Linked DNA regions of Mus musculus: all the other regions are linked to region 1. A link is a contact called in public ChIA-PET, Hi-C, HiCAR-type, HiChIP or PLAC-seq and promoter capture Hi-C data. All regions are on one chromosome and are shown on one strand. The core of a region is the stretch at or near the end of the contact, and the rest is flanking DNA. Distances in the headings are between cores, read along the strand shown. Region 1 holds the start of Fam8a1 (family with sequence similarity 8, member A1). Region 2 holds the start of Dek (DEK proto-oncogene (DNA binding)). Region 3 has its middle 14 kb from the start of Stmnd1. Region 4 overlaps Stmnd1 (stathmin domain containing 1). Region 5 has its middle 57 kb from the start of Rbm24. Region 6 holds the start of Kif13a (kinesin family member 13A).

The links. Promoter capture Hi-C pulls out the DNA fragments that hold promoters and counts their contacts. A called contact is a pair of places that touch in the nucleus more often than the background predicts. ChIA-PET counts read pairs in DNA pulled down with a chosen protein or histone mark. HiCAR-type assays count read pairs that join an accessible place to other places. HiChIP or PLAC-seq counts read pairs in DNA pulled down with a chosen protein or histone mark.
Region 2: a promoter capture Hi-C map of hematopoietic stem and progenitor cells shows a contact between it and region 1, with 3 times the contacts expected there. The contact joins the promoter of Dek here to the promoter of Fam8a1 in region 1. A contact is called at or near these places in 18 of 39 promoter capture datasets (the 3T3-L1 cell line, the C10 cell line, the HPC-7 cell line and 12 more), 14 of 484 Hi-C or Micro-C datasets (Th1 cells, embryonic stem cells, erythroblasts and 5 more), 7 of 115 datasets of contacts at active chromatin or transcription factors (effector CD8 T cells, embryonic stem cells, large pre-B cells and 4 more) and 3 of 9 other capture datasets (adipose tissue, embryonic stem cells and liver).
Region 3: a contact with region 1 is called in an H3K4me3 HiChIP or PLAC-seq map of bone marrow-derived macrophages, with 2.6 times the contacts expected there. The contact joins the enhancer-like site here to the promoter of Fam8a1 in region 1. A contact is called at or near these places in 2 of 39 promoter capture datasets (neural stem cells and pre-B cells), 1 of 15 datasets of contacts at CTCF or cohesin (large pre-B cells), 1 of 484 Hi-C or Micro-C datasets (granulocyte-monocyte progenitors) and 5 of 115 datasets of contacts at active chromatin or transcription factors (bone marrow-derived macrophages, embryonic basal ganglia, embryonic stem cells and 2 more).
Region 4: a HiCAR-type map of kidney shows a contact between it and region 1, with 5 times the contacts expected there. The contact joins the enhancer-like site here to the promoter of Fam8a1 in region 1. A contact is called at or near these places in 11 of 39 promoter capture datasets (the 3T3-L1 cell line, HPC-7-derived erythroid cells, cranial neural crest and 7 more), 26 of 484 Hi-C or Micro-C datasets (the AML12 cell line, CD4 single positive thymocytes, the HPC-5 cell line and 20 more), 21 of 115 datasets of contacts at active chromatin or transcription factors (the HPC-7 cell line, bone marrow-derived macrophages, craniofacial prominence and 15 more) and 4 of 9 other capture datasets (adipose tissue, liver, macrophages and 1 more).
Region 5: an RNA polymerase II ChIA-PET map of effector CD8 T cells shows a contact between it and region 1, with 15 read pairs. The contact joins the enhancer-like site here to the promoter of Fam8a1 in region 1. A contact is called at or near these places in 6 of 39 promoter capture datasets (embryonic stem cells, hippocampal neurons, liver and 2 more), 9 of 484 Hi-C or Micro-C datasets (CD4 T cells, the HL-1 cell line, astrocytes and 6 more), 15 of 115 datasets of contacts at active chromatin or transcription factors (CD8 T cells, astrocytes, bone marrow-derived dendritic cells and 12 more) and 1 of 9 other capture datasets (liver).
Region 6: a contact with region 1 is called in a Hi-C map of muscle stem cells, with 7 times the contacts expected there. The contact joins the promoter of Kif13a here to the promoter of Fam8a1 in region 1. A contact is called at or near these places in 3 of 39 promoter capture datasets (embryonic stem cells, frontonasal cranial neural crest and neutrophils), 1 of 484 Hi-C or Micro-C datasets (muscle stem cells) and 1 of 115 datasets of contacts at active chromatin or transcription factors (bone marrow-derived macrophages).

The regions. Positions count from the first base shown.
Region 1 is chr13:46,667,970-46,671,070 of GRCm38.p6, reverse strand. Fam8a1 (family with sequence similarity 8, member A1) reads right to left here and starts at 1,594. Exons shown (of 5, transcript NM_001033192.3): 1 at 816-1,594. The coding sequence starts at 1,485.
Region 2 is chr13:47,104,808-47,107,908 of GRCm38.p6, reverse strand. It overlaps Dek (DEK proto-oncogene (DNA binding)), which reads left to right and starts at 1,688. Exons shown (of 11, transcript NM_025900.2): 1 at 1,688-1,836; 2 at 2,172-2,337. The coding sequence starts at 2,181.
Region 3 is chr13:46,258,055-46,261,155 of GRCm38.p6, reverse strand. No RefSeq gene overlaps it. Among named protein-coding and RNA genes, the nearest start is that of Stmnd1, 14 kb to the left of the region's middle. Within about 2 kb of position 1,590, at least 5 of the 459 cell types and tissues checked have an H3K27ac peak or open chromatin away from gene starts, as enhancers often do. A contact at or near this core is called in bone marrow-derived macrophages, where this site is marked.
Region 4 is chr13:46,293,139-46,296,239 of GRCm38.p6, reverse strand. All of the region lies in intron 3 of Stmnd1 (stathmin domain containing 1), which reads right to left. Among named protein-coding and RNA genes, the nearest start is that of Stmnd1, 21 kb to the right of the region's middle. Within about 2 kb of position 1,634, at least 5 of the 459 cell types and tissues checked have an H3K27ac peak or open chromatin away from gene starts, as enhancers often do. A contact at or near this core is called in intestinal villus epithelium and kidney, where this site is marked.
Region 5 is chr13:46,359,486-46,362,586 of GRCm38.p6, reverse strand. No RefSeq gene overlaps it. Among named protein-coding and RNA genes, the nearest start is that of Rbm24, 57 kb to the left of the region's middle. Within about 2 kb of position 1,651, at least 52 of the 459 cell types and tissues checked have an H3K27ac peak or open chromatin away from gene starts, as enhancers often do. A contact at or near this core is called in CD8 T cells, bone marrow-derived macrophages, effector CD8 T cells and 1 more, where this site is marked.
Region 6 is chr13:46,928,059-46,931,159 of GRCm38.p6, reverse strand. It overlaps Kif13a (kinesin family member 13A), which reads left to right and starts at 1,442. Exons shown (of 38, transcript NM_010617.2): 1 at 1,442-1,593; 2 at 1,854-1,944. The coding sequence starts at 1,539.

The DNA.
Region 1 (3,101 bases), core at 345-2,844:
CCCATCAAGAGATCCTGTTTCTAAAATATCTAATAATGAGCTGGACATGGTGAGCTATGCCTGTAATCCCAGCATTCCAGCCCCAGACTCAGAAGACTGGCTGCAAACTTTCCTACGGTTTGCTAAGACCAGTGACTACACATCATTTACTAGATGATATTCATGACCAATAGGCTTGAGGCCAGTCAAAGCTCTCTAGACTCGTTTTGTAATCATGTCAATCGCCTTTCAGTTCCACTGTCTTTACACGGCCCAAGTCTTGGTGATTTCTAGTATTCTAATCTCGAGCCTCCCAACAGCGGGCTTGCCACCCAAGGCTAGCTTTGGATCTTTCCAGAGCCTGAAGATTACAGAGAGGATGGTTTGATAAGCATACGTCTCTACACACAAGAAGGGCTAGTGTCAGGAGTAAGGGAACCTACTAGCCGTGCCAGGTCTTAAGGGAAGGACAATCAACATTGCTTCACAGTACGTTTTTAGAATTTAGGGCCTGGGCAAACCATAGCTGATGTATGTGGGAACTATCAATGGTAGCAGCAGCTCCCCGGTTATATTTTTTCAGGAGCGAGCATACTTGTTCAATGATCCTTCAAGAGACCCCTCTGGCTAGTACAGACCTGTCTTATTCCAAGTTTGAGGCTAGCCTGGCCTACATACTGTGTTAGCCTACACCACAGGGTGAGATCCTTCCAAAATGTTAGTGGTAGGAATGGCAGTGATTTTTTTTTTTTTTTTTTAAAAAGGACCTCGACTCTATCCCTCCTCCATCCTACCCAACACCCCCCACCCCACCCCCGCGCCAACCCCGATCTCACCTGCCTGCCGCCCGGTGTCGCTGGCAGTCCGCGCAGGGGCTGCAGAACCCACCCTGGTCCCGGGGGCCGCCCGGGCCGATGGCTGCACGTGCGGGGCCCGGGCCGTGAGGCCCGCGACAGCCGTCGGGGTGGCGCCGCCCGTGGCCGCCCCCGGCCCGGGCCCCGCAGCGCTCAGGAAGTAGAAGGGGTTGTAGTACGCCAGCTGCGGCGGCGGCGGTGGCGGCGGGGACGACGGCGTCGGCGGGGACGACGGCGAGGGGACGGCGGGCTGCGGGGCGGTGGCGGCGGGTGGTGGCGGGCCGCAGTAGGCGGGCAGGGCGGCCAGGCCGCTGTGCCAGGTCAGGTAGCCGCAGTAGGACTGCCACAGCCATTCGTGCACCTGCCGCGAGTACTCGCGCGCGCTCAGCCGCCCCGGGCCGTCCGACGCCTCGCAGTCTCCCGCCTCCGGAGGCTCCGCGCCCGTCTCCCGGCGCTTGCGGAGCTCGCACTGCGGCTCGGGCTCCGACACTGCCGAGGCGACGCTCGCGAGGGCCGGGGACCGGGGGGCGGCGGCGGTGGCGGCGACGGTGGTGGTGGGAGAGCCTGGCTCGGAAGGGACCGGCTCGTGGTCCCCGCCACTGCCATCCTGCTCCGGAGGGCGGCTCCGGGCTTCCTCGGGCCCCTCTGCCATCGTCGCCCCGGAGGCCCCCTCCGCGCTGCCTGTCAAGGCGCCGTCGCCCGCCCTCGGCGGCCCCTCCCCAACCGCTCGCTCGCTCGCCACCACAGCAGCAGTGGGCGTCAACAATCCGCCTCCGGAAGCGGAAACCCCACCTCTCCGGCGCGCCAGGCTTGGGGAGCCGGGCGGGCGGTTGGTGGTGCTTTGTGAGTTGGTTCCTGGGCTACGCGATGTTTCTCGGGGGTCCTCTGTGGTACGTTTTAATCATAAATTGTGGCATATTCGGTAACGTAACGCGTCGCGGCATCGCACAACCACGTGTGCGATGCCGAGGACGTGGTCCTGGACACTGTGAACGCATCCATTTAGGCTTACGTCTGTGAGGCATTCGCCACCACTCTTGAGAATTCTAATGAACTCCATTACCAAGGTCCCTAGAGAAGATCCTGTGGGGTTAGGACATGATTGTCCCTTGTGAAACTGCATCTGACTCACCAGAATTTCCACTCCTTCAACCACAGTATTTGTTTCTTGCTTAGCACCTTAGTCTGTGTATGGTTTCGTCTTCTTTTCATCTATATGCAGCCTCCCAGATACTGATAACCTTAATACACTTTGCTATGTTAATAAGCCCAGTTAGGGGTAGTTGTGTGACTTTGAATTCCCAGGACCATATAAGGAATCTACAAGAGCCAAATACTATGAGAATATTGAACGATTATTGTGCTGGCTAATTTTATGTCAACTTGATAGAGTCTAGAGTCATTTGAGAGGAGGCAAGACCAATTGAGAAAATGCCTCTGTAAGATTGGGCTGTAGGCAAACCTGTAGAGCATTTTAAATTAGTGATTGATGTGGAAGGGCCCAGCCCACTGTGGGTGGTACAACTCCAGGCTGCTGTTCTGGGTTCTATAAGAAGGAAGACAAGCCATGGGATGAGCATCAGCTCCTGCCTCCAGGTTCCTGCCCATTTGAGTTCCTGTCCTGACTTCCCTCAGTGATGGACTACAATGTAGAATTGGAAGCCAAATAAACTCTTCCCCAACTTGCTTTTGGTCCTGGTGTTCACCACAGCATGCCGCACCTAATGGCTTGAACATGACAGTGATGCCGAGAGTCAATCCTGTCTTTCCTCTGGGAGACAGAAAAGACATCACTTTTGGCCTTTAAGAAATTCATCTGCTTCAAGGGAAAATCTTCCATGAAACACTTGAACACCTATTCACGATCATCACTAGCAGCAGGAAACATAGCTCAACACCACCAGCTCTGCAACCTGCGACACTCCTTTCCCAGCTTCAGAGACCCTTATTTAGGTACAGACCAGATTCATTCATTCATTCTCTTCCTTTCTCCCTGTCTCTTTCTCTCTTCCCCTTTCTTTCCTTCCCTCCTTCCTTCCTTCTTTTTTATTTTTTATTTTTATTTTTTGAGACAGGGTTTTTCCATGTAGCTCTGGCTGTCCTGAAACTCATTCTGTAGACCAGGCTGGCCTCAAACTCACAGAGATCTTCCTGTCTCTGTCTTCTGAGTGCTGGGAGACACTCAGTAAAGGCACGTGCCACCACGGCCAGGCTGCAACCCAGATTCTTAAACTGTGCTGAAAAAAATAATCATAATGAGTTAGAGTC
Region 2 (3,101 bases), core at 439-2,938, 440 kb before region 1:
CCAGGCTGGCCTCAAATTCAGAAATCCACCTGCTTCTGCCTCCCACGTGCTGGGATTAAAGGTGTGCGCCACCACTGCCCAGCTTAGATAATCCTTTAGAGCATACCATGTCTCTCTCCGCTCTCATTCCTTTAATCACTGACCTTTTAAAAGGAAAGCCCCCCTGCTGGTACTCCAGATCCCCCTGTGACTGCTGCATCACTACCACACAATCTATGTATTTTTGCTTAATGTCTCAACTACAGTCTCGTCTTCAAGATGGCAGGCCTGTTATGATGGACAGAGGATTCGGTACTTATAAAGGAACGGATGAGAATGGTATCAAAACAGTGATGGCCTGGAGGTAAGAGAAATACTTGACCAGAGATAAGTGATGGGAAGGACCGAGTTCATTGATGACAATAGGAAGGAGCAGCCCTGGCAGTGGAAGAGTAAATCCTAGATAGTGTGAATGACAGCCATGTGCAGGAACATGAGGGAAGGCATGTGTGACTGACAGGCCAACTGTGTCAGGGAGCCATCAGACAGAGGGTCAGCAGCCAGTTAAGTAGCATCTTACACGTTGTGATATGGAAATTTGGAGGTTATTCCAAGTTATGATGGGACCATCTGAGGCTTATAAGCAGAAGATCAAACTAAATAAAATAGCTTTGGCTGAGGTGTGATTAGTGGGAAAAGGCAGAGAGAGTAGCCCTTGGAAAGGGCTCTGTTGCAACCCAAACTAAAAAACAAAGAAAGGTGAGCAGAATCAGTAGAATGGGAGATGGCTTAAGATCTGAAAGCAAAAATAGCAGGACTTTGCGTATGTTTACAAAAGGGGCACAGAAGAAAATAAAGTCTAACTTTTGTCCCTCAACTTGGAGACTATTATGGCAAATGAAACCAATCATATTTCCACCAGGTTGACTGGATAAAAAAAAGGGAGGGAGGGAGATTATTCTCAGGGTAGGGAAAAAATGAAGACAATCACATAGGAGAGCACGTAAGGAAATGTTGCTTTTAAACTGTGGACTCTAAAAGGTATCAGAGGGCTTGCCTAGAATTCTTGACAGGAGAGTGTGGCTGGACAAATACCGTATCTGCATTATAGGGGAGACCAAGGGGGCTAGAGAAAGGAAGAGGGTGAATCTGTCTAACATTCACCGGTTTGAAACCTATTTATGTCGCTGGTGGTGTGAGCACTTAACGTGGTGGGTCCCTGTCACGGTGCAGCGTACCGGCGACGGGAAGCCTCGCAAGTAGGTCTCATTTGGAAGCCTTCATCTCGAACGACCCCTCGGAAACAAACGTGGTGGCTCCGAATCAACCCCGTCCGCGGGGTGATCGCCGCGTGAAGTCGAGTCGAGAAAGACTTCGGCGGATCCCTCAACTTCGTCACCTCCAGACGCTCCCCGGCTCCGCGGCCCAGGACGGCCGGTCATTTTTCTCCCGGGATCGGGAGGCTGGAAGCTCGCAGGCCCCCTAGCGTCCAACCGTTCAGCGCGGAGGCCCCGGCTCGCGCCCGCCCGCCACCCCGTGCACCCACCCAGCCACCCGCCGGACGCCGCGACCCGGGTCCTCCCGCGGACCGCAGACCCCCCGAGACCCCGCCCGGGCAGCCCGCGAGAGACGCCGCCGCCCCGCCTCCCGCCCGCCCTCCCGCGCGCGCCAACTCCCAGCGCCGCGCGCTGATTGGCCGGCGCCTTCCCGCTCTGCTTCCCGAACCGCCATTTTGAAAATCTTGTTGATTCTGAGGAGCGGGGAGAGAGAGAGCGCGAGAGAGAGCGAGCGCGCGGCGCGAGGACCTCGGCCCCGCGCGACTTCTACACAGCGGCGGCCTTCTCGTGCGCACCCGCGGTGAGGACGGCGGCGGGGAGGCGCCGGGGCAGCGGGGAGGGGACGCGGCCAGAAGCACTGAGGCCCGCCGCGGGGGAGGGGACTCGCAAGGCTCGGCTCGCCTGGGCCACACTGGCCGGGCCCGAGCCGGCCCGGGGCGGCGCAGGCCGGGCGGGAGCGCGCGCGGGCGGCTGAGAGGGCGGTGCGGTTTCCCGCCTCGGGCATCCCCGGGGAGGCGGGCCGAGTGACAGACCCAGGGTAGGCGACTTGGAGGGGAGCTGACGCTGGGCGCTCGGCACGCTCCATGCCCGCGCGAGCGAGAGAACCGAAGCGTGCGGCTTCCTCCCCGCCCGCAGGCCCCCAGCATGTCGGCGGCGGCGGCCCCCGCTGCGGAGGGAGAGGACGCCCCCGTGCCGCCCTCATCCGAGAAGGAACCCGAGATGCCGGGTCCCAGGGAAGAGAGTGAGGAGGAGGAGGAGGATGACGAAGACGATGATGAAGAGGACGAGGAGGAAGAAAAAGGTGGGTGGGCAGGGATACGCATCCCTCACGGGTGGATTTTTTTTTTTCCCACATCAAAAGTTTCCCCTTCCCTCGCTCCTTTTGGGAAACAGTTATCTTGCATTTTAACGCTTAGAGGCGTCAAGTCGGAGTGGTGGATTTCACGCGAATGCTAACAATCAGTGGCAGAGAATCTGGATTTTTTTTTTTTTTTTTGAGTATTTGCCAAGGTTTCGGTGCAAGTGTAGCAAGAGCCTTTTCCCGATGCGCCTTCAGAACACTTCGTCGTTCGTTTAGGGAGTTTGTAAGTCTGAGATCCGCTTTTTGAAGTTACCCCGAGGTTCCGTAACGAAACAACACTGCAAGGCATTCTTGCAAATCCTGGAAATGTTTTCATTTCCATATTCTCGGCTGTGTGTAGCTGCTGATTCCCTCCCCCGCCCCTCCCCCATAAGGGTTCTTGTGGGAGTGCTTTTCTTTGCCGTGAAAGTTGTTGCTGTTGGAGAAAGTAGTTTAAAAATGAGAAAACTGAACTGAAAGTTAGAACGGGAGCCCGCAGCTCTCTCGGTTTTGGGGACTGATTCTGACCCAAGGAGGGTGGTAAGAAGCCTCATTTGAGTAGAGGCAGAGCGGGGCGAAGAAGCATTGTGTCAGTCAGAGTGCATGCATCAGTCTACCCGACAGGCTCAGCTATTGGAAAATCCAAGGCACAGCTTCACAATCTAGCTTAATGGTGCAGATGGCCACAGCTCAGCCAGACTTGGGAGCAGGCCTAAAGGTTAAAG
Region 3 (3,101 bases), core at 341-2,840, 410 kb after region 1:
AGAGATTGAGTTACCATTGTTTCTGAACTAAGTTTGTGTGGCATTTCTCTTCATGCAGCAGTTTGACTGGGTTCCAGAGAGAAAGGTAGGGTGGCAACGCGTGGGTTTGCCAGATGTGCACCACAAAAGGCCGTGGGGGGGGGTTTAAAGCATGTGGCTGGTGTGGTAGCAACCTGCCAGTGGGAACTTAGTGACCTGGGTGGAGAGATTTTGGAGCTCCGAGTCATAGAGTCTCCATGAGATAAGAACAGGTCAGCCATTGTCTGCCAGAGCATAGGAAATATATATATATATATTTATTTCCTACAACATATGTGTATCAGAGGATGGAAGCTAAATCTAACCAAAATTCTTCCTCAGTGAAATTCTTAGGAGTTCAGTGGTGTGGGGCATGCAGATATATCCCTTCTAAGGTGAAAGATGAATTATTGCACCTGGCCCTTCAGACCAATAGGACAAGGAAAAGGCAAGGTTAAAAGTAAAATTACTCCAACTGTACAATTACCATATATCAAGATACCATGATAACTTCCCATAGCCTTTTCTCCTGGTGCATCATGGTCCAGAGAATTCAATCGCCCATCCTTGTGGAGTCATGGAAGAGGTGTTTTCTGTCCTTAAAAACAAATGACATTATATGCAACCTGGCTGTCAAGTCCTTGGACCTGGGGCACCAGACAGTGTGGGACAGGGAATCCCTGTGAAATGGACACCACCCGGGTGAGCCTCTACCCAAGTGTCTGCCCAGAGGAAGTCTCCAAGCTATAAAGACTGAATGGGGAATACACCTGAGTGGAGTCTAGGAATGGGCAAGGGACTCAGCTGAGAAGAGAGGCCAGGCAGGACAAGGATGGCTCGGATTTGTAAGAGCGCCAGAAGCTCAGGTTAGCCAGAGGAAGGGTTGTGGAGAGTTGCAGAGGCTGGAGTAGTGAAGACTCATTTACATTAGTGCAGGAGAGAGTTACCCAAAGCAGAGAGGGAAATTCCTAAAAAGAAGCAGAGAGGAGGGGGCATAGAGTTGTGGGTACCCATTCACACCAGTCAGACTGGAAGACAGATTTAGTAGTGGGAAAAAGTTAGCCTTTCCCTCTTTACTGCTTGATCTTACTTAACATGCTGTAAAAGGAAGGCCCAGCGTTGGCATGCTGCATAGCTGCAGAATGATTGCCTCGTATGCATGCATGCAAAATGCACCTAGTGCCAAATAAGAGAGAAAGAAGCAAGACCTGAAACCGAGCCCAAGCAATGAAATTGCACACCAAAAACTCAGTTCAGAAATTCTGGACCTGAAACAACCCTGTGACCCCAAAAGTAAAAACTGATTAAATCTGACATCTATCTGACGTCTTGCCAGGCAATGAAGCAGGAAAAGATGGAACCATAATTCTAGGAGACCAGTGGGACCTTTTCCAGGAATAGTATGCATGTTTGAATTCTAAACCAAGACACTAGCGTTTGTTCTAGTTTCCTTTCTGTTGCTGTGATGAACAACCACAGCAATTTAGAAAGGATTTTTCTGGCACTTCCTCCTTGTCATAGTCTATCACTGAGAGAAGTCCAGGCAGGAACTCAAGCAAGATCTTAAAGGGGAAGTCGTGGACAAACACTGATGGCTGGCTTGTCCTAAGACACATGCTTCATCTCTCCAGGAATGTCACTTCCCAAGTAGGCCGGGCCCTCCTACTATTATTATCAATTAATAATCAATTATAAGTAATCAGTCTTGTTGACCCCAGACATGTCTACAAGCCAATCAGATCTGGTTATTTTCAAAATCAAGACCTCCTTCTCAGGTGACTCTAGGCTGTGTGTCAAATGGACAGTTAAATGTCACCAGGACACATGTTTTATTATTATATCACGTACACTCATAGACTCATAGAATCAGAGAGAATGAATAGGAACATGAGAAATATCAAAAAGATCCGAATGGGCTTTTCTATTTTTTCTTTCTTTTTTCTTTTTCTTTTTTGTTTGTTTGTTTTAAAGACAGGGTTTCTCTGTATAGTCCTGACTGTCCTGGAACTCACTGTGTAGACCAGACTGGCTTCAAATTCACAGAGACCCACCAGCCTCTGTCTCTCAAGTGCTGGGATCAAAGGCATGTTCTACCACGGCCAAGGCCAAATGAACTTTTGAATCTGAAACTTTCATGTATGAGATTTAAAAAAAACAAACTGAATTCAATGGGATTAACAACCTATTAGATACTACTGAGGAAAATATGAGAGACCTAGAAGACATAGCAATGAAATTACTCCAAGTAAAACTTATGAAGGAAAAGATTAAAACCCCCAAAGGTTATCATGCACTGATGGATAACTTCACACACCCCAAATATATATATATATATATGTATGTATAACTGGAAAATACATTGAATGGCATAAAGTCATAGCACAAGACCAGGAAGGGAGAAATGAAAACATAATTGAAGTAAAGAAAAAAAGCATGGTAATATCTTTGGATAAGTTTCCAAAGATTAAAAAACCAATTTCCCCAAACAAACAAAAACAATGCCACAGCACCTTCCCCTCCCCCCTCAAAAAAAACCTACTCTTCCAAGTAACTGACAGGTTAGTTGTGTGTGGTATCTAGCTCATGTCTGCAGTCTCAGCTCTTGGAGGCTGAGGCAGGAGAATAGATGCCAGTTTGAGCTAGCCTGGGGCACATAATGAGTTCTAAGGCAGCCTGGGCTCCTTAATGAGACTTGTCATAGAAGCCTGAAGCCACTTGAACAACAACACTTCCTAAGGACATGTGGCAATGGTTGCCCGTGATTTCAGAAGTCTCGTAGTTGGCAGTAGTTAGTTCTGTGATCTCATACATAATTTTTCCTGTCTGAACATCTAAGCATGGACCTACCAGCTCCTGTTGGATTCTTTTCCAAAACCAAATAGCTATGCCAATTGTTTATTGAGACAGTGCCAGAGAAGGGACAACAATGTTTTCAGGTCTCCTTTAAGAAAAGGGTGCTGGTTGGGGCGGGGGAGACTCCCTTTCTAGCTTTACTCTGAGACAAGTGAAGGTGAGGACTCTCTCCCAGCCCTCTGTGGAAGCTGGAGTCCTTCTGGACTAACAGTGGCTTTTGGGATGCTGCT
Region 4 (3,101 bases), core at 385-2,884, 370 kb after region 1:
GCATACACAATCGTGACAGGACGGAGGATTGCTACGTTTCCATTTGTAAGATCTAGGATCCTTAGGAAGTCTTTACAGTCTTTTTCATTTTATGATGGGTGTTTTGCCTGCATGTAGGTACAGTGTGCATGTAGTACCCAAAGAGACTAGAAAGGGCACCGAGTCTCTGGGAATTAGAGTTACAAATGACTATGAACCACTGTGCTCAGAATTGAACCCAGGACCTCTGGTTGAGCAGTCATGCTTTAAACTTTAAGCCAACTTTCCAGCCTCATCTCAGAAAGTCTTTAAGAAGGAAAACTCTCACTGAACTCACGGTTCTTTACGGCCATTGGGATGATTTTATGTAGTATGAGGTTTTTCAGTGCACGAAAACTGAGCTATTCTGTAAAGCAGGTTCCCCTTGGCCCTCATTTTATGTTCTTCTTATGACAGCTGGTTCTTAAGCTTCCTGCTGGCAAATGCCACTTGCTGGAAAGAGGGACATACCTGCTAATGGAGGCTCAAACTAGAGGTACTTTGAAATTCACACAAAAACCCTTATTAGGAATGTTCACTCTCAGAAGACTGAAAGAAAATGGAAACCCAAGAGCCAATGAGGGAATGGCAAGCCAGACATCTCAAAACAGTCTGAATCTTGACAGAAATTGTGTGCCAATGAAAGATCTGGAGAGCAGTTTGGGTTTTCTGATAGGGGAAGGTGCTTCCTGTGACCATTCCAAAGTGATGTCTTTGGTTTCATTCTCTGCTTCCCTTTGAGACATGGACTGTACCCCTGAGGGCCCTTGTCCTTTCTTGATGTTGATATGTTATGCTAAAACCACCTCCATAGCTATCGGGCTTTAGGGGTCGCTCACTTTGTAGAGTGCTTGCCTAGTGTGGATGAAGATCTTGGTTTACTCTCCAGTACTGTATAAATCAGGCGTGGCCGTGCATGGCTGTGATCCCAGCTCTCAGAAGGTGGAAGCACTGAGATCATCCTTGGCTAAATAGTGAGTTCAAGGCCAGCCTTGGTGATACCAAACCTTGCTTCAAGACAGACAAAGAAAACAAAATAAAAAGACCCCTATAAACAGAATTGTATTCTTCACAAATGAAGTTCAGATAGACAGAATCTTTGAAACTGTGCTGCTTACAGGTCTTAATGGTGTTCACATGTGCACAGAGATGTCTAGACTCAAAATCTCAAATACCTTGAAGTCTAGAGAAGCTATCAGTTAAATTGTGTTCACTGGGAGTAGTGTCAGAAGACTGACAACCCTGAGCACAACATTAGGTGCTAAGAGATGAATCACATTTTTGGCCAAGATACCCATGCATGTCTGCCTTACATCCACTGCTGTAACTCCTTAGGGCTTTCCTAATTAGCTCTTCACCTACAAATGAACCCACCTTGGTCATGTTTCCTAAGGGAGTCTCCTGCACCGAAGAGGCCAAAGCTTCCTGCAGCCTGTTCTTTGGCCTCCAAGCCCTCGGTGAGGGAGATTGCTAGCTGTGATCACTGACATATTATTTGAGTCCTATCTCAACCAGCTTCCTCCATACCTCTCCAGGAGGCTCAGCACACAATACTAGAAACTCTGCTGCCATGGAAAGTCCTTAACTACAGTGAAGGTGACCCAGTCCAGAAACAGAGATGACAATAAACTTTGACCAGACAGGAGGAATTAGTAAATAATTCACCAAGTTTGTGAAAAGCAGCCAGGATATGCTAAGAGATGCAAGGGCATGAGTTTGAGGTCAAAGCCACCTGAAAACAATAACACCTGTGAACACATGAAAGCCAGGCATGTATCAATGCAAAGGTTGTTCTCTACCACCACACACATTGACTCTGTCACATACAACCTGTGTGTGCTTACAATGAAGTCACTTCAAGACGCATTATAATGCTTTAAAATACCTGGGAGCTTCCTTCTCTGAGCTGATAGTCAGCTTCTTACTGGTTCCCTCTCCAGGTGTGTGTATATGTGCTTGTGTGTGCACACATTTGTGTGCAGGTATGCATGTATATGTGTACATGTAGATGCCAGAGGTGGATGCTGAGTGCCTTCTTCTATCACTTTCAGTTTTATTTATTGAGGCAGGGTATGTTAGTTAGGATTATTATTGTTGTGATAAAACACCACAACTAAAGGCTACTGGGGAGGTAAGGGTTTATTTTTCATTACAGTTCCACAGCAGTGTTCATCACTGAAGGAAGTCAGGACAGGAACTCAAGCAGGGCAGGGACCTGGAGGTTCCCGATTCAGAGGACTGTCTCCCTTCTCATGTCTTGTTCAGCTTGCTTTCTTATAGAACCCAGGACCCTCACACCCCCCCCCCCCAGGACAGCGCCATGCACAATGAGTTGGGCCTTCCTCCATCAATCGCTAACTGAAAAAGTACCCTACTGGATTGCTGAGAGCCTAGCATCACGGAGGCATTGTCTTCATTGAAGCTTCCTCCTCTCAGATGACTTTAGCTTGTGTCAAGTTGGCATAAAACTAACTGGCACACAGGGGCTGTCACTAAACCTGGAGCTCACCAATTTTTCAAGACCAGATCCTCAACATGAATGGGTGTGGCCTTCTCTGGGGACCCCAGTTCAAAGTACAAACATGCTTGAAAAGTGTTTATCCAGAGAGGACCTCATAAGTGATAAAATAGGGGGAAATAGGTAAAGGGGAGGTGCTGTGGTGGGCACAGGTATTCCATGGACAAGTGGGGAGAGACTAACCTCCTAAGATGCTCCCAAATTAGTGTAACAAAGGTGCCCCACTTCCAGCATCCTTTATTCTTTTATACTTCAAGGGAAAATGCAGTGAAGGATGAGAAGAGGCCAAGAGAGGGCAGACATATGTCCGGAGGGAGTTCCCCTGTGTTTGTGAATGCCAGTTGCCCGACACCATACCTCTTGTTTTTTCAAGCATTCTCACACTTATCCTAGCTGCCCGTGTCATGTATTCATTTTCTCCCTGCTAGGCATGATGGCACACACCTATAATCCTAGCACATAGTCATCTGACCCAGGAGGATGACAGGTTTTCGAGAAGTTAGCCTATACAGCAAGATTCTGCCTCAGAGAACAAAACCCAACAAAGCTGAAATTCCCCCAGAGC
Region 5 (3,101 bases), core at 402-2,901, 310 kb after region 1:
TTCAACATAACCACATTAGGAAAAAGAACAAAGGGGTCCAAGGACCCCCAAGTCCATCTACAGGGCCTTGACATCAAGGTTTAGGTTTAAATAGAAGGACAGGAACAATTACTAAGCAGTCCTGGTCAAGGTGTGGTCCAGCTCACCACCCCCTTTGACTGTTCCTGCCTGGGTTCCAGTCTCTCCCGCAAGGTGGCCTTACGCGTTGTCAGAGCTGCATGAAACCTCTAAGAGACAAGCTCCTCCTCCGGTTGGCCCCTGGGCTCCAACCTTTCCATTTCCCCAGCAAGAGGCTCCAGTTTCTCAGGATCCACTGCTTCGGTTGTCTCTGAGAGCTGAGGGGCAGGGCACACGAGTCTCTTTAGAATAACTGTATCCCTGGCAGGATGTTTAAACCATCTCTGTCTGGCCCTTTCCAAATATTGTGAGGAAAGAGCGTATGCCCTGAGCTGTTCTACAACTGGAGGTTTGAGGGAAATCGTAAGTCTAGAGTTGTTGACAGAGGCAGCAACCTGCCTGTGCTGCTAGTTCTTCGCCTGATATTAGGGTTTACACCCGCAGGGTCTCTCCACTCTATTGCAATAAAGCCAGCAGCAGAGACTGGGGAAATAAACAAGGTGGGAGTCACTCCTTCCTAATCCTTAGAGCTTTGCCCAGAGAACTTGGATGATGACGGACCACAGACATGAGCAGCCCCAGGGTGCTAAGATTATCTATCTGGACTAGCAGAGGAGACTTTAAAAAAAAAATAGAAAAAAACTAGATTGGAAACACATACGACTTCATTTTTTATGTGCACATATGTGTATGCATGCATTTATGTGCATGCATGTATGTATATGTGCACTTGCATGTACGCATGTACGTGTCTTTACATATGCAATGGAAGCATGTCAGAGAAAGTTCTAGAATCTGAGATTTCATCTAGGGGCAAGAGGTAACTAGAGCACACGTTAGAAAAGTCAGCGTACCTGTCTTGTGCTTGAAGTAGTGTAGAAGGTCAGGGAGAGGGAAGTAAGGCATTAGAAGGAGGAGCCCTTCACTAGGGAATTCGGTTGAAGCCTTTGCCAGCAGCAGGGCAAGAACCACAGCACAATTAACAATCACCAGAGAGGTCTTTCTCCTTCCCAGCCGCAAGCCAGCTTCGGTCTAGGAATCTCAAGAGAAACCCCACTCCCAGGGAAAGGACTTGTGCTAAAGCCCTTGCACGACCTCACTGGCTCTTGCTTTTACCCAATCATATTACAGTTCCATCCAAAGGCCTCTTCAGAATCACCTCACATCTCTCTCTTATCAAAAGGGAGAGAAAAAGAAAGGTTTCCTAGCAACCTTAGAGATGTAACTTGAGAGGCACCAACATAGGCTGTGTTAACTGCTGAGACAATTAGTTGCCCCCCACTCCCACCCCCACTCCAATCCTTCAGGAGCCCTTCCTCACGTTTGGGTATGTCTCACTTTTCTCTTAGCACCCCTCCCCATGCTTAAACCTGTATTAAAGAAATTTTAATAAAATCGCCGACTGCTTCATAAGCTGGCTATCTTAAAATTCTTTGCTGTGTCAAAGCCACAAAGCCTCCTTGGCTGTGAGTCAGATCTCTGAACGTCTAGGGAAGCGCCTCAGGCTTCCGGAGGATGGCTAGATGGAGGAAGTTGTGTGTGTGTTCCCTTTGCACTCGGAAGCTCATTCAGTAAAACAATTGTTCACGTGTGCGCGCGCATACACAGGTCAATTTCCTTTATGTGATATTTTGAACATTGCTGATTCCTTATTCTTTGTTGGTTAACATATAAAGAAGTGGGCTTCGTTGTGACAGTTCATGCACAGTTATAGATCAGTGCGGTCCACTACTCCCTACCTTATCTTCCCTCCCCCTTGCCTCCCCCTTCCTCTCTTCAAATAATCTCCCTTCTGCTCATGTGACCCATGCATTCTCTTACCTTCTCTTGCTCCCCTGCTCTTTAGGCCACTTCCTTTCACACATCTATATACAACACACACACACACACACACACACACACACCATGTCTTTTTTTTTTTTTTGTCTTCTAAATCTGATTTATTTCACTTAACTTAATAATCTCCAATTTGACCCATTTTCCTATGGATGCCATAATTTTATTCTTTTGAGCTGAATAAAATTCCATTGTGCGCCTGGTGGTGGTGGTGGCTCACACCTAGTCTATGAAGGATTCAGGACAAGCAAGGCTACATGGAGAAACTCTGTCTCAAAAAACACAAACAAATCAATCCATTGTCTGCATAGACTGCATTGATTTTTTTAATCCTTTTATCCATAGATGACCACTTACACTTTGAAACATTCTTTATAAAGTTAAAATATCTTAGAGAAAATATCACATCAGTATCTGGCTTATCTTTTTGCCACCAGCATATTCAATTCCAAGGATAATGGAGAAGGACATTTTCTTCGTGAAGGATATTCTCACTGGTTCTATTTTTTTTTTTTTTTTTGCCATTATAAATAACACTGCAAGAAATTTCTTTGTTCTCATGTAAATTTGCACTATATGAATAGATCATGAAATACTGCAATAAAGTGGAAATGCTGGCAATGACAGCAAAGGCAACTTTGCTAAATTGCCCTCTGGAGAGATAGGATGAATGCATGCTCCCATATACGCAAGCATGCTGCAGTAAGTGTCTATGGGCTGGCTATAGAATCCTCAGTAGAGAGCATGTTAGTCATGTAAGTTCTCAGGCCGGCTCTAGTCCTGAGTCTGCATGGTAGTATCGTCCCTGGGGGTGGGGGGCGGGGCACTGGAAGTGTTAAGCAGGTAAGGCTGAGCAGCTCTGTCTGTAACCTCTGCCCAACAGTTGGCTGCCAAGCTCTGTTACTTTGTAATTCCTTTCATTTTTTGATATCAGTGGACATGACATTTATTGGGTGTCTCTGGGGAAATCCCAGATTCTGGGATTGAGTCCTGGAACAAGGAAATGGACAGGGACAATGTGAATGAATAGTAGTAGCAAAAGCAGGGATAGTTTGGTAGAAAAAGATATACTTCCAAGGAAAGAAACCTGCTGGAGCTCAAACAATTCCCCTCACAAAGGAGGAGCCTGGGGGCAGGGTCATTTGCAG
Region 6 (3,101 bases), core at 193-2,692, 260 kb before region 1:
AGAGAGAGAGAGAGAGAGAGAGAGAGAGAAATATTTGAAGAGCGGAATGAATGGAGGGACAGAGAAGGCGGGTAGCACTAGGAACCCAGGAGGCAGACTGCTGTATGACCCTCCGAGGTGACCTGAGTTCGTTGGTCGCCAGAATCAAGGTGAGAGAGACTAAGGAACAGCAGCGGAAGCACTGCTTCAAGTCAGGCTTCCTGGGAGCCGGAGGTGTGACTCAGTGGTACAGCGGTAGACCGCATGTGCAAGTCAGTCGCATCACGGGGCACCAGTTGGTGACAGACGGAATCCCTCCTATTTAGACCACCTGCTACACGTGGTTTACCATAATAAGTATCTCTCCTCCCTCAGTGTGGCTTCTGGAGACCAGAGCCAGCGAAGTTGTTCCTGCTTGTGTGTGGTCTCTACAGTACGGCACGCAGTAAGCACCCCATAAAACTCCCCATAAAGCAGTTCGTGAATGAGTGAATTTGGACCTTCATGCCATAGTGAGATTCCCCACCGGATCCAAACTGTTAAGACTTGGAGCACTTTTCAAAAACGCCTTGGCACCACGGAAGCGCCGCCCTCAAGCACTTGTTGAACCAAACAGAGCAAATCCGCTTCCTTCGGTTCCGCCCAGGCTGGGAGGTCTGGCTTTGGCAAAAGCGCGGATCGCGCTGCTGTGCCTTTCTTACGTAAGAGTTAATGAACCCTCCCGGCCATCTAGATCCCTCCCATTACAAGGGCGCAAGGGAAAGAAAATGAGCGCCGTATTTACAAACACACGGTTTTGGTGGTCCATTGCAAATTCATGTCTAGCCTTGGCTCCCCACAAAGAGCTTCCAACACCGCGGCAAAGCTCGGTGTGGGGCGCCGAGGGGCGGTGCGCTGTGGATGTCAGTGGAGGCGGAAGGATAGCGTGGATTAGGCCTGCGCACCCGGCACCCTCTCCAATGCCCCCCAGACCGCCCCAGGGCCCCGGCTGTGAGGGTGACAGCGGCCCCTGAAGGTGACTCGAGCTCCAGGAGGTGTCTGTGACGTCCCCCGCAGGCTCAGGAACAGGGGAAGCCAGGGGCTCCTTCTCCAGGCCCAGCAGCCCGGAGCCCGAACGCCTTTGCAGAGCGTCCCTTCCCGTGTCCCGGCTGCCCTGAGGCCGGAGACGCTCGCCTTTGTAAAGCGCCCCTTCCCGGTCTGCAGCGGCCTTACAGCCCGGGCGCGGCCCCCGGAGCGGAAGATGGCGACGCTGCCCGGCTCCCGGCGGCCGCGAGGGGCCGCGGTGCTGCGCGCTCGGCCCGGCCCGAGCGGCTAGAGCGGCGCTTGGGCCCGCGGCCTCCTCCCGCTGCCGCGCCCCGCCCCGCGCCCGCCCCTCCCCGGGCCCGGCCGTGCCCCGCGTCGCGCTCCCCCGGGATGGCCCGCGCGCCTCGGCGCTGCGTCTCGGAGCTCTCGGCGGAGCGGCGGCGGCCGCGCTCGGGGGGCGCGCGGCTGCTGCTGCGGCGGCGGCGGCGGCGCGGCGCTTGAAGGGGCCGCGTCGGGCGGAGCAGCGCGCCGCCAACATGTCGGATACGAAGGTAAAAGTTGCCGTCCGGGTCCGGCCCATGAACCGAAGAGGTGAGCCGCTCTCCCCAGCTCCTTTTGCATTTCTGCTCCGGCCGAGGGCGGGGGGCAACTTTGCAAACTGCAGGGCGGCCGGGGATCGGGGACACCGGTGTGGCCCGGCGTGGCCCCGGGTGGAGGCGGCGCCCAGGCTCTGGCCGCGGCCACTATGTGCCCGGGGCGCCGTCTCCCTGCCTGCCCGGACTGAGCCACGCGCGCCGGCTGCGGCCGCGGATGCTCCACTTTGCAACATCACCCTGCCCCTGTGCTTTCAGAGCTGGAACTGAACACCAAGTGCGTGGTGGAGATGGAAGGGAACCAGACGGTCCTGCACCCTCCTCCTTCCAACACTAAGCAGGGAGAAAGGTAAATCCCATCCCGGCGGCTCCTGCCAAGTTTGAGCCCGGAAAAACCGAGTGCGCTCTCCCATTGTTAGCAAGGGTGGCTTCAAGTTTGTCCCACGCTCATGCGGAAAGCGGTTGCAAGTGCAGGGTCCCCTCCCCTCCTTGTGCCCATCACTTCTTGTCCCCTCTCATCCAGAGCGATGTCTCCCAGGCAGGGAACCCTGGCCAGAGTCAGCACTCTGGCTTCCAGGCTCCTAGAACGTGAAGGGACCGGATGGAGATGTGTAGCCCAGGCCACATCTTAACACCTAGGAAAGACGTTATCTGAAGCGTGCAAATGACCAATCCAAGGCCTTATTGATGGAGTTCAGCTCCAGCGATTCTTACGTTGTTTGCCCCTTTTCGCAGAACTGCTTAGGATGTTGTATATGAAATGGGGGCTGGGAGCCTAAGAAATCAAACACCCAAGTACAAGGCTAGGGTCATTTAAAATCTGTATGTAGGTTGTTGGAGGTGGTGAGTTGAGATGGTGTCTGAAAGTAATTCGGGAATTTTGATTTTCGAGGAAACAGACAGAGTGCTGATACGGAGCTGTTTAGACACTGGGATGGGGGAATGTTAAAAGGGGCTGCATTTTCTAGATGGCAAGGCATTTGCATTTGAAAAGTCCTGACTGTGGGATCCTTATTAATTCTACTGTGTTCCATGCAATGGTATGGGAAAACGCCCTAAAATAGTGTGAATATTTGGCATTTTTATGGTAAGCCCCTGAGAAGAAATTGGTTGGGATTCATTCGTTATGGCATTGTAGGACCTTATAAAAATAGAAAAGAAAACCGGGATTCCGATTCGGCTTGGAAATGAGTACGAGTTTGACCCTGAAAGTCACCTGTTGGTTGATGAGCTCCATAATGAGTGGATTTTTGCTCTTTAAAGTTTCCCTGAAACCCAATTGTGAGTAGGGTTTGTTACTTTATTGCTAAGCGAGGCAGCTGCTTCCTTCTATAATCATACCCCACTGCAGCCCAGCCTTGCTAATTTTGGGGGTCAGATTGTTATGAGGGATAAGAATGGGGAATTCTTTCCTTTTTGTATTGAGCCCAGAGTGCTCCATTGACTTCGCAAACATTCTGCATTTCCTAGCAGATAGTCACTATAGCAGATTCTTATACTAACTTA